Regions from separate parts of the Danio rerio genome. Here region 1 is linked to region 2. Evidence: chromatin contacts called from public Hi-C data. All regions are on one chromosome and are shown on one strand. Each heading gives the region's core, a stretch centred on a gene start, on an enhancer-like site or on the middle of the called end of the contact. The rest is flanking DNA. Distances are from core to core; before and after follow the strand shown. Region 1 holds the start of ptprma (protein tyrosine phosphatase receptor type Ma). Region 2 overlaps ptprma (protein tyrosine phosphatase receptor type Ma).

Region 1 (6,726 bases), core at 2,665-5,164, 110 kb after region 2:
TATGACTGCCTTTATTACATTACACTGAATTTGTTCTGCACTCTGAACCAATGTTTGCTTTTGTTTTTCTCTTCTGGTGGATTTTTATCAATGAATGCACTCATGGAAAAATACTATAGTAAAGCTGTAGTGTTTTTAACCCATACTATAGTCAAGTACTTCAATTAAGCCAATATACTAATTGGCATGCAATGGTAATACAACAAATACAGTATTTCATATTTTGTACAAATTCTATAACTGCTATAATAATAAAACAATTAAAGTAATCAATATTTTGTACTAATATTATAGTCACTATAGTAATAAAACAACTAAAACAATTGATCTTTTGTGCTAATTCATTAGTTGCTACGGTAACAAGACAACTAAAATACTTTATTTGTGCTAATTCTACAGTTGCTATGGCAATATAAAACTACTAAAACAATTTATATTTTGTACTAATTCTAGAGTTGCTATGGCAATAAAACAACAAAAAAATTATCTTTTGCACTAATTTTATAGTTGCTATGGTAAAAAACTAAAATAATTACTTTTTTGCTAATTAGTTGTTTTGGCAATAAAACAATTAAGTTATTAACATTTTGTAATAATTGTATAGTTGCTATGGAAAATGATAATAACAGTAATTTATCTTTTGTGCTAATTCTACAGTTGCTATGGTAACAAAACAATTAAAATGACTAATATTTTGTACTAATTCTATAGTTGCTATGGTAATAAAACAACTAAAGTAATTAATATGTGCTAATTCTAGTTGCTATAGTAATTAAAAATTTAAGTTGATAATTTTAAATTTGCTATAGCAATAAAACTAATTATTTACCTTTTGTACTAGTAAAATCATTTATTTTGTAGTAATTCTATAGTTGCTATGGTAATAAAAACAACTAAAATAATTTATTTTGTGCTAATTTTATAGTTGCTATGGAAATACGACAATAATAGTAATAGATTTTTATGATTTTTTGTACCAATTCTATAGTTGCTATGGCAATAAAACAATACACAGTAGGGCTGCACAATATATCATTTCAGCACTGATATCGGAATGTTTGCATCCGCAATAGTCACATCCCAGGATAAGTCATTATAGTTGATTATAATCAGCGGCGCATCATCTGCATGCGTTTTTAAAGAGATAGTTCACCCAAAAATGACTCAAATCATAATTCACTTTGTAATGTTTATGTTAAACACAAAAAGATGATATTTTAATAACTCAAACATTTGAAACAAGTGAAGGGTGAGTACATTTTCATTTTGGAGTGAACTATCCCTTTAAGGCCTGTGACTGTGTGAACATTTTAGAGTTTAAAGCAGTCACCAAACTTGTTCCTGGAGGGCCGGTGATATGCAGATTTTAGCTCCAACCCTAATCAAAAACACCTGAACAAGCTAATCAAGCTCTTACTAGGTATACTTAAAACACCCAGGCAGGTTTGTTGAGGCAAGTTGGAGCTAAATCCTGCAGGGACACCGGACCTCCAGGAACCAGATTGGTGACCCCTGGTTTAAAACATCCGGCCAGAAGAAATTATAATGTTTGTAAGTTTAATAAAAATAACAAACACTGAAGACTGTGCACAGTTGATTATTCAATATCTGTACCTGAACACTGTTAGATTCTAGAAATTTAGAATTCCCTTTATCTAATCTCATATTATTTGAGCCTCACTCTTCTGCAAAATCACCCCAAATCAACCTAAAATGAATAAAGCTGTTTAAAATAAAGCTCCAAATAAAGCTGTTTCATATTGCAATGTATATTGCAGAAATACAAAATATTGCAATTTTATATTTTTAAATATTGCGCAGGCCTAATAAAAAAATACATCGTTGCCTTCAATTTTTAATTTGAATCAAAATAACCTTTTGAGTCATTTTAACTTGTTGCATTACACTGACTTAAAATATGATTAAACATATGTTGTCATGACTAATAATACAAACAAATCACCAAAATACTGTCATTTTCTACAACTATAGAGTATATATACTACAATATTTCACATTATATATATATATATATATATATATATATATATATATATATATATATATATATATATATATATATATATATATATATAGTATACCACAGTATTTATTACAGTTTTTCAGTTCACAATAATACTACTACATTATGCTGGAGCTCTTAAAAAATACAATAATATATTTAGTATTTACTACAAAAAATATATTACTATAGTATTTTATTCATGTGTTCAGCCAATTGCACATCTCTATTTCCATAAATGAGACTTCCATAAATAAAATCCCCAGATATTTAAGCTGAAGCCAGTAAAACTACTTATTATGTGTCACACGGGCATCTGATATATAGGATTTCTGTGGGATTTGTATGATAGCGGGGATCTGGAACTAATCCCTCATCATGTGTGAGCACTGCTGCCCCCATCAGGACACAAAACACACATAAGAAACATCTGCAGAAATCATCCAACTCACGGAGATCAAAGCCGCAACACAGAAACTCAACATGCATTAAAATACACCATTTACTAAAAAATTTATTTAAATACACAATTCAGCCAGCAGCCTCGTTTATTTACATCTACAATAGTAAAGTGCGCAAATCACAAGCACGTGATTTAGTTTATGACAGCCTTTTCAAGACATGTCTCAACACTAAAACCATTCATAAAAGCAAATTAAAGTGCAGGGAGAAATGCACAGCTGAGATCCGAACTGAAGCAATTAGTGCGAGAGCAAATCAAACGCTTTAATTAAAGCACACAGATGTGCTCACGGCTGGGAAAAAGTGCATTCAGATTCAACATCAACACTAAAACTTTATAGAGACACACAATGAAACATCTGCAGGTCAACAAAAGGCGGTTGTAGAGCAGACATGTCGGCTCCGTTTGACTGTTTTGCATTAAAAATAAGATTATAGCACAAGTGAGGATATAAATAGCACAAAGGGGAGTCAGTGTTATCTTAAACAGCGCTGAATGACGGAAAACAGACTCAAATAACGGCTCTGATAATGAAACAGAATGTCTAGAAAGCTGAAAGATATAATGCACACTAAAAATGCTCGGTTATTTAATCAAATGTTTGTTCAAATGTGGACTAAACTAACTGTTGGCTTATAAAAGTGTAATTTAAATTTAAAATGCATTTAAAAATTAACCCAATGTTAGTTTTGTACATATTTGACCCAACGTTATGTTAAAACAACCCAGCCTGTTTTTAAACTAAGGGTTACTGTCATACATCAGCCTTTATATATGGCGCGAATACCATAATGAACGGATCCAAAACCCACTTCAAAACCATGTCGACATCAAAACAGGACTTTGTGTTACGCTCCTAAAATAATCTGGACTATAGTAACCCAAAGATGCGTCAAAACGGACAGAATCAACCGTTGGGTTTAAAGTGAATTTAAATTTATTTGAAAAAAGCCGTTAAAATGTAACGTTAAACCTTTAAAAACGTTAGAACTGCGCGTTTTAGAGTGTTTAGAAACAACTGGAAAACCAAAAGTTCACCACACACACACTCACTCACACACACACACACACACACACACACGGGTTATTTATTAAACACTGTATGATTGTGTGAATTGGAATGCGAGCCCGTTTTCTCCAGCAGAGAGAAGATGAAACTCACGGTGAAGGAAAGTTTGGGCTGTGGCGTCGGAGAATCACACACACATACACACACACACACTCCATCCGACACCAAACACAGTCAAACTGATCTACGGAAACTTTGTAAAGTTAATTTCAGCTGTTAAAGAGGCTGAGGAGAAGCTCTGGCCGACAGGAAGTTTCTCCTCAGAAAACCCCGAATGTCTCTTACCGTGGAATTCTCCGGTGGAGATCCAGAAAACATCGGCGAAGAGGAGAAAAGCCGTTAAAAGTCTCCGATCCATCGCGGAGTGCGGATAACGGCCGCGCGCTCCTCTCGAGCTCCGCGCCAAACGCCAAATATTCCCGTTGGTGTGAGCAGCGAGCGCCGGAGCCGATCACCCCCGTCCGCGGCTTTACACGAGTTAAACTGAGTCTGTCCGCCGTTACCGACTTTAGGACCGCCGCCGAGGAGCGTGACGTCACCGGAGCGCGCGCACGCACGCACGCACACTCACACACGCACTCGCTCTCTCTCTCTTTCAATCCAATTCAAATGATCTTTATTGGCATGACATGTCAAGTATAATGCGCATTATATACACAATAAATAAAACAGTAGGGATACTTATTTATTTATTTATATATTTATAAATATGATGAAATCATAATATGCATAAAAAGACTATTGTATGACTATTAAAAAGATAATGACAGACAACAAAAGGTTTGTATATTTCAATCGGCTAAAAAATATAAAATAATATTCCTGACAGTCCTCTCACTCATCCTCTCTCTCCCACTCCCTCTCCCTCTCTCCAGCTGCTCCGCTCAGTTCTCTCTGTTTCCCGTGGAGTTCAGACGCGCGCGCCGGTTCTCTGGTTCTTCGCGCGGTCGGAGAGTCGCGTTTGACCGGTTTTTAAGCTCCACAGCGGGTGATTCTCGGAGCTGCTGCGCGGTAACCGAGCAGAGGACCGGATGGATGATTGAGGAGCGGGTGATAGACTATATAGACCGGGAATTACAGACGGATAATGCCCAAAAATAAGACCACTGCTGGACACAATCTCTGTGTGCGTGTGTGTGTGTGTGTGAGTCACTGATTTAACTTTACAGCAGGGCTTTTCAAACCGGGGTCCGCAAGAGAGTGCTGAAGGGTTGAAGACCAAATATTATCTTACTCTGAAAATAAATATTTTTATTATTTCCCAAGGGTCTTCAACAGTTTTTCAACATTTTACAACAAAATAGGTTTAATAACAAATTTCTACTAACTGATTTATTTTGTTTCTCTTGATTCTTGCTCTACATTTTCATTCATTCATTCATTTTCTTTTCGGCTTAGTCCCATTATTTATCTAGGGTCGCCACAGCGGAATGAACTTATCCAGCATATGTTTTACACAGCGGATGCTCTTCCAGCTGCAACCCATCTCTGGGAAAGCTCTTCATTAAAAGATACTTATTTATTATTGTTCATATAAATTTGTGGACTAATTTTGGACCCTTATTGTAAGCTATTTTGCTAGATTAGCTCCATATTCAGTACTGACTAAACTAATGTGTATGCACAAATATACACTCACCGGCCACTTTATTAGGTACACCTGTCCAGCTGCTCATTAACACAAATGTCTAATCAGCCAATCACAGGGCAGCAGCTCAATGCATTTAGGCATGTAGACATGGTCAAGATGACCTGCTGCAGTTCAGAGCGAGCATCAGAATGGGGAAGAAAGGGGATTTAAGAGACTTTGAACGTGTCATGTTTGTTGCTGCCAGATGGGCTGCTCTGAGTATTTCAGAAACTGCTGATCTACTGGGATTTTCAAGCACAACCATCTCTAGGGTTTACAGAGAATGCCTTGTATCAGCGGTTCAGGCTGGTGGTGGTGGTGTAATGGTGTGGGGGAGATTTTCTTTGGGTCCATTAGTACCAATTGAGCATCAACGCCACAGCCTACCTGAGTATTGCTGCTGACCATGTCCATCCCTTTATGAGCACAGTGTCTCCATCTTCTGATGGCTACTTCCAGCAGGATAACGCAGCATGTCATAAAGCTCAACCATCTCAGACTGGTGAACATGACGATGAGTTCACTGTACTCAAATGGCCTCCACAGTCACCAGAGCTCAATCCAATAGAGCAGCTTTGGGATGTGGTGGAACGGGAGATTGGCATCATGGATGTGCAGCCGACAAATCTGCAGCAACTGTGTGATGCTATCATGACAATATGGAGCAAAATCTCTGAGGAATATTTCCAGTAGTTTGTTGAATCTGTGACATGAAGAATTAAGGCAGTTCTGAAGGCAAAGAGGGGTCCAACCCTGTACTAGTAAGGTGTACCTAATAAAGTGGCCGGGGAGTATATATCTTAAAGCATCCTATTTTGAAAATATTAATTTAAATGAGTAATTTGTAAGGGGTGTAGGTTACTCTAATGTTCTGAGCACTGTATGTGCAGTGATATATGAACATCATTCTTGATTGTCCTGACTGTAAATCATTGTGTTCACTATAATATCTGTTACACAGTAAAGACAGTTGTTGGAGGGCAGAATCCCCCATAGGTTAGACTATAGTTAAAGTGTTGAAGACCATTTATCCGATCGGACAATTGAGTTGAACACGATCGATGCGATGTGACCCCTGGAGAACTCTGTGTGTACTCACAGCTGTGTGTGTGTGTGTGTGTGTGTGTGATCAATTATACATTAAAGAGGACAGTATTCCCAAAGTATTTTCTCGTGTATCACATCTGCTCTGCTTTGAGAACACTCTTCACATCCGGTCCAGAGTCACTCTCACAGCATGATCATGACCCCTGAGTGACCTTTAGTCAGCCGTCGGTGTTCAGAAACGTCCTCTAGTGTATGTGAGAGCAGCAGAAACATGTTGATGAGGAAAGAATGATGAGCAAATATAGTCTTTGTTTGTCTTCAGTGTTTGCGTTTGGACACACTTGACTGAAACCATTTCTGTAGAACCACCGGCTTCTGCTTAACAGATCAGAATACATCTGTATAAATGTGTGTGTGTGTGTGTGTGTGTGTGTGCGTGTGTGTGTGTGTGTGTGTGTGTGTGTGTGTGTGAGTGTGTGTGTGTGTGTGTGTGT
Region 2 (7,704 bases), core at 2,596-5,095:
CCGCCGACACCATTGTTAATCTCCCACACTATTAAAAAGTCACAATCACATTTTTCAGCAATTACTCTGCGGGACCACCGAGAGATGGAGACGAGAAGTGTGTGTCGGCAGATGCTGGAGTGGGTCTGAGTGTGTGTGTGTCCTGTGAGACTGCTGGACACACACGGTTGAGGAGCGTGTGCGAGCATCATGAAGATCTGTTAGCATGACGACGTTCACTAGATAGACATGATGTTCATGTGGAGACTGAGAGTGCAGTGACAGGAGGACACAGAGAGAGAGAGAGAGAGAGAGAGAGAGAGAGAGAGAGAGAGAGAGAGAGAGAAAGAGAGAGATTGACACAAAGGCACAAACACAGACACACCCGCACACATGCAGAGACCAACACTTGGAAGCGCGCGCGCACACACGCACACGCACACACACACACGCACACGCACACACACACACACACACACACACACACACACACACACAGAGAGAGAGAGATGACATGAGAACTATTCAGTGACTCACCTGTTAAAAACACCCTCTGCTTTCTGTACATGTATGGATTTGATTCTTTTGAACCAATTAATTGATTCAATCGATGACTTAGTGAGTCATTAAATTACCAACTCCTGATTTGATTCTTTTGAATTAATTGATTTAATGAAGGATTCAGTGTATCTCTCATAAAAGCAACCACTTCTATTCTTGAATTGATTTGATTCTCTTGAATGAGTTGATTCAATGAATGATTCAGAGACTCCCTCATGAAATAACCCACTTCTTTTCATGGACTGATTTGATTCTTTTGAATGAATTGATTCAATGAATGATTCAGTGAATCTCTAATAAAAGGAACCACTTCGGTTCATGAATTGATTTGATTCTTTTGAATGAATTGATTCAACAAATGATTCAGAGACTCCCTGATAAAAGCACCCACTTCTGTTTATAGACTGATATGATTCTATTGAATTAATTGATTCAACAAATGATTTAGCGACTCCCTCATAGAAACACCCACTTCTGTTTATGAATTTATTTGATTCTATTGCATGAATTGATTCAATGAATGATTCAGTGACTCTCTTATAACAGAACCCACTCCTGTTCATATATTGATTTGATTTTTTTGAAAGAATTCATTCAACAGATGATTCAGTGACTCCCTCATAAATGCACCCACTTCTGTTCATGGACTGATTTGATTCTTTTAAATTAATTGATTCAACAAATGATTCAGTGACTCCCTCATAAAAGCACCCACTTATGTTTACAAACTGATTTGATGCTTTTGAATAAAATGATTCAATAAATGATTCAGTGACTCACTCATAAAAGCACTTTTGTTCACAATTTGATTTGAATCTTTTGAATGAATTCATTAAATGAATGATTCAGCGCCTCCCTCATAAAAACACCCACTTATTGTTCATAAATTGATTTGATGCTTTTGAATGAGTTGATTCTTTAAATGATTCAGTGAATCACTGAATCATTCAATGAATCAATTACAGCACATATCAGATTCAGTATTTAGCATTTAATATGAAATGAAGCGTTTATGACTTATGAAATCAATAAAAATATGGAGACTGATGATCAACAGTAAAGGTGACAAACATTACCTCTTAATCCCAACAGGGAAAACCACCAACAAAATAATAAACAATAATCAGCAACAATCAACTACAATGAATGCATGATGATCTGCAGTCATGGCTTTAGAATCAATAAATGTGATGATAATGGGGGTCAATGGGGCAAAAACAGTCCCAACTCCAGCAAAGGGGAGTCAGTGTGAACAGTACAGCAGGGGTATAAATGTCTCAGTGTGAGCCGGTTCACCTGGTAGAAGTTTGGCCAGAAGGTGCTGACGGCGAGCTCCACCTGCTGCCAGGTGTGCATTGCGGGTCCGCTGTAGTTCCAGACGGGCTGGCCCAGCGGACTGCTGTTCTCCTTCACGTATATGAGCATCTGTCCCGGGCTGGAGCCCTCGCGGCCCGCGCTCAGCAGCTGGAAGATCACGCAGTGTGTGTCGTTCTCCTTAAACTGAGGCAGAAACAGCTGAGCTTTCTGACCCGAGAAACGGCCTGAGGTGTTGGCCATCAGGAACGCTGACCCTACACACACACACACACACACAGAGAGAAAACAAACCATCAGCTTCAGTCCTGCAGCTCATCTGTGACTCCTCATGTGTGGACATACAGCTGAAGTCACATTTCTTTTATAGTAGTGTCACTATGGCATCATTATTAATCATTTTGTCTGTCACTGTTGGGCATCATTATCATTCATGAACTGTTATCTAACTCAGGGGTTCACAAAGTTTCAGCTCGCGACCCCCAAAATAACAACTGCAGTGACTTGAGACCCACACTATCATTGTAGGTGGTTATAAACAAACAAACAAAAACACTGCACACACACACACACACACACACACACACACACACACACACACACACACACACCAATAGGAACTATATAAACAAGCTTAGTGACAACACAAGTGCAACAGTCTAACAACAAGGACTTGACAAGAACCACCCGCCAAATGCAGGTAGATTTCACCTGCGGCTGGTTAGACAGACCCCACTAGCCACTATTTTTTCATTTGGCAGAGCTGCTTTGTCTCTAAAGATTAGAATTTTAGTTTAAGACTGTATGTCAGTATGGGCGCAACTGTGATTTTAGAATCGAGAAGCAGCACGATTGAGAAGTCTTCATGAGAGCAAAAGAAAGCAGGTGAATAGCGAATGAGAGGATGATTGGGCGCACGGTGAGACACACCTTCACTCACTGACTGTGAAAAAAAGCGATGCTCATGCACGCAGTGCTGCTACTTTCAAGAGCTCGAGATTTTTTGTAAGGGGCAGCGGTTGCTTTCGCTTTTACCATTCTTCGAACAGATTATTAATGAACGAAACGCTTTTTATCGGCTTTCTTTTGCTTACAGTTATTTTGGGTAATGAGGGGTTTAATTATCATCCTTTACAATAACATTGTTTTAATAGGAGATTAACTCTCAACGTGACTATTGCAGATTGTGATATTGATGCTCAAACAATACATTATTCAGTCTTATTCATTCATTATATATATATATATATATATATATATATATATATATATATATATATATATATATATATATACATACATATACACATACATATATATATATGTATACACACATACATACATTCATTCATACGTACACACATATATTCATTCATACGTACACATACATACATTCATTCATACGTACATATATATATATATATATTATAAACTTTATTTGTCTATATAAAATATTCGATAGAAATAATAACTGAAATGTGAAAAATGTACATATAAACATTTTTTTTAAATATAAAGCAATGAAATTAAATTAAGATGTTGTTTATATACAGTTTTACATTATTTTTTAATTTTAAAAATACTATTTAGTTAAAGGATCAAACATAAAACGTATAATTCTATTAGACTGATTGATTCATTGGATTTACACATTTATTTAAGGTCGGTGCCTACAAACTATTAATATGGGCTGAATTTAAAGAAACAAATGAAATTTAGTAATGCATATCTCCGTTTGTTTGCTCAAATCCAGCCTATAGCAATCGTTTGCAGCTTTTTACTTTAAAGAAATGAGCAAATCCAATGTACTCCTTTTATTCACTGCATCATCATCATCATCATCATCATCATCTATTATGGGTTACAGTCTCAGATCTCATCAACAAAACATGCCGTCTCTAAAACTCCCTCATGCCTCAGCCCTCATCACTGCCTTATTCCCATCACACATATGAGTGTGTCAGCATCCACAGGAAGTGACCCCAGAAAGAACAGGAAGTGGAAATCTGACTGCTCATTGTTGGCTGACCCGAGCGCAGACAGACCAAGGTCTCTGGACAAACACATCACTTCCTGTTAGACGACAAACCCTGAACCCGAAGCCGGTGAAGCTCTAGTCAAACACACTGAAGCTGTGAACATGATCTGCTGTGATGAACAACAGCACAGGACAGGAAGTGCTTTTATAAACATGCTAATGAAACACCAGCAGACGGACGCTGAATGTAGACTTTAGCATGTTTAGTGATCATTAACACACATTTACTGCTTATAGAAGATGCAGATCAGGAGTAGAGCTGAGCACATCATCATATACATCACCTTATACACAACCCCACACAAGACTAACTGAGTTTTAGGAACACATAATAACTGCTGTTCTAGTTGGTGATTTGGTGTCAGAAGTGTCTCTATGAAAGGTGAAGGCCTCTAGATTTTGCTGATTTGAGCTCAATAAATCTGATCATGTCTTGATGTTGACTGATTTGATGAGGACAGTGCGGTCTGACTCTGCTCAGACTAAAGTGTCATCACTGAACAGAAATAATGTCCAGTATAGAATATAAAGTCCTGCTGCAGTGGAGACAGAATGAAGATTGTGTCTGACTCCATCATGAGCTTGGAGGACTGCATCCATACATCTCTGACATGACTCACATCACTGATTAATAAAGTCATCTGGATGAAGAAGAAAGCCTTCAGCAGATCTCTCGCACGCCCCCATACTGAATGACCCCAAACCATGATGTCTCCTTCACCAAACTTGACTGATTTCTGTGAGAATCTTGTGTCCATGCTGGTTCCAGTAGGTCTTCTGCAGTATTGGTGATGATTGGGATGCAGATCAGCAGATGATCCAGCAGAGAAATCCACCTTCAGACACTTTCACACATCATCAACTAGAAGACCAGTTATTATGTGAGATCCACCACAAGACTTCTGTCAGGGAGTGTATTATACATTATTATTCATATTATAAAAATTTAGGCACTTTTCATTCATTCATTCATTTTCTTGTCTGCTTTTTCTTCCCTTTATTAATCCGGGGTCACCACAGCGGAATGAACCGCCAACTAGTATAGGGAAAAACTATAATGACAGACACTTAACAACAACAAGAACCGAAAACTGCACACACACACACACACACACACACACACACACACACACACACACACACACACACACACACACACACACTCTTTTAAATAGGATTTAGTGGTGTGTTTGGTGTAAAGTGTTTGCAGCAGGTTTAATCTGCGGCTGATCTGATCTGATTCAGACACGAGCATCTGCCAGACACTGTCAGCAATACACCAGCTCTCAATCTGATGCTGACACACACAAACACACTGAGTATAGGGTGTGTATGTGTGTGCGTGCATGCATGTGTGTGTGTGTGTGATTTGTAGAGAGTTTATGTATAGTAAGTTTTGTGTCTGTATGTGTGTGTGTTCATGCATGCATTGTGAGTGTGTGTGTGTGTGTGTGTGTGTGTGTTTTAGACATGAGCATCTGCCAGACACTGTCAGCATTATAACAACACTCAATCTGCTGCTGAGAGAGAGACACAAACACACACACACACACACACACACACACACAATATTGTACATGTCCTTGCGCATCTGTGTGTGTGTCTCTGTCTGTCTGTGTGTGTGTATAGTGAGTTTGTATATAGTGAGTGTTTTGTGTTTGAGTGTAGTAAGTTTTGTGTGTTTAGTGAGCTTGCATGTGTGTGTGTGTGTGTGTTTGTTTGTGTGTGAGCGCACGTGTGCGTGCATGTGTGTGCAGAAATTTGTGTATGTTGGTGTGTTTGTATGTGTGCAGATATCAGTGTTTTAGGGTACAGTAAGTCTGTGTCTCTTTTAGTGTGTGTGTGTGTGTGTGTGTGTGTGTGTGTGTGTGTGTGTGTGTGTATTGGCGTCTGGTTTACGAGCAGCTGCTCTTTCATTAGTGCCGGACTGCGGTACACACTCTGAGAAACTTTGAACAGAAGAGAGTCAACTGTGTGTTTGTGTGTGTGTGTGTGTGTGTAGTCAGTCTAATGCTCCTTTGAAGACACACACAAAAACACAGACAATACCAGCTGTATTACATGTGCACGTATGCACACACTTTGCACATGCACACACACACACACACACACACACACACACACACTGACTATACACACAAACTCACTATACACATGCACACACACACACACACACACAAACTGACTATACACATGCACACACACACACACACACACACAAACTGACTATACACATGCACACACACACACACACACAAACTGGCTATACACATGCCCACACAAAAACTCACTATACACATGTGCACACACACATAAACTGACTATACACACACACACACACACACACACACACAGACTCTCTATAGTATTTTTATGTCTCGGTGTGTTTCACCGCTCCTGGCCCTCAGATTTCTCCAGAATTTCTTCTTTTGTGTTTCACGCCTGAATGAAAGTCACGGGGGTCTGAAATGACATACACACACACACACACTCTCGGGCGAGCGAGCCGATGATGACAGAATGTTTTTCTTGGCTGAACGAACCCTTTAATAAACATTCAATCTCCAGGTTTCTCCTCCTGCAGCCTCCAGGCTCGGAGTTTTACACACACACACACACACACACACACACACACACACACACACACACACACAATAACATCAGTGTGTGAGAATCAATCAATGAATGAGTGAATGAATGAATGATGGGATTTCTGTCCCGGGGCCAGACTGACACCCAAACCTCAAATTTCCAGGAGACACACACACACACACACACACAACACACGAGACGAGACCCAACACGCCCGAGCATCAGCTGTGTGTGTGTGTGTGTGTGTGTGTGTGTGTGTGTATGTGTGTGTGTGTGTGTGTGTGTGTTGTAATTATACACACAGCTCGTCCAGGCAGGTTGACTGCAGAATGTAGTGTGTACGTTTCTTTAAAGCTGCTGTATGTCAGTGTTTGACTCATCTGCATGATTAAAGCTGCATCATGTGTTTGCAGATATTTCGAAACATGCTTAGTGAACATGCTTGTTTATCTGAGAAACAATGCTGAAGTCAGATATTCTGCTGTGGACGTGTGTGTTACGTGCCGAAGCGGCTGTTTTTGTTTTGGTCTCTTTAACCCGCCCAATGCCAGTTCAGCCAATTATATTTCAGCACCCCGGGTTGCCAGATATTGAAAAACAGTGTATTTCATCCATTCAGCCAGGAAGGCTGTGAGAGTGTGCATCCATAACCGAAATGCGACTTCCAGTGGACAGTAGCAGACTCTGAAATGAGACGCAGATTCAGAGTTCCACATGAGGTTATTAATTAGCAAATAATATTAATATTACGAGTGTAAACATTAGGTGAGCAGGTCACACTGTAACCCCGTGTCCTAACAACACGCTACGTGACGAGATGTGCAGTGATGAGCAATTGGGCTGTTTATTTTATTGTCCAGATCTGAGCTGAACTATCTGCTGCTGCTTTCAGTAGTGTGTCAATAAACGTCATGTCCGACTCACATTATCACTGAGTGAAGCACATGAGCTGTAGCTGAGCTGATCATTGTCAGTTTCCTGTTGTTCCGCTGTGAGAAATTGAAGCCGTTTCTGAAAAATTTATTTCAGGTGTTTCTTAGGACAAAAAACTCCTTAAAATATGGAAAATATTCCTTCTGTCGTGCCGCTGCTTTTATTTACAACAGTTTAAATCAGCCTTTATCAGCCTCGATAGTCAGGCTCACTCCTGTTGGTCGTCAATCTGGCAACCTGTGCTTGCATGTGTTTTGATCCAGGGATGCAATACCTAATTCAACCAC

Evidence for each region. A called contact is a pair of places that touch in the nucleus more often than the background predicts.
Region 1: a Hi-C map of an unstated tissue shows a contact between it and region 2, with 2.9 times the contacts expected there. The contact joins the promoter of ptprma here to the enhancer-like site in region 2. A contact is called at or near these places in 2 of 18 Hi-C or Micro-C datasets (caudal fin and an unstated tissue).

The regions. Positions count from the first base shown.
Region 1 is chr24:45,531,350-45,538,075 of GRCz12tu, forward strand. It overlaps ptprma (protein tyrosine phosphatase receptor type Ma), which reads right to left and starts at 3,915. Exons shown (of 20, transcript NM_001018133.2): 1 at 3,841-3,915. The coding sequence starts at 3,913.
Region 2 is chr24:45,425,541-45,433,244 of GRCz12tu, forward strand. ptprma (protein tyrosine phosphatase receptor type Ma) reads right to left here. Exons shown (of 20, transcript NM_001018133.2): 3 at 1,837-2,111. Among named protein-coding and RNA genes, the nearest start is that of ptprma, 110 kb to the right of the region's middle. Within about 2 kb of position 3,846, at least 12 of the 62 cell types and tissues checked have an H3K27ac peak or open chromatin away from gene starts, as enhancers often do.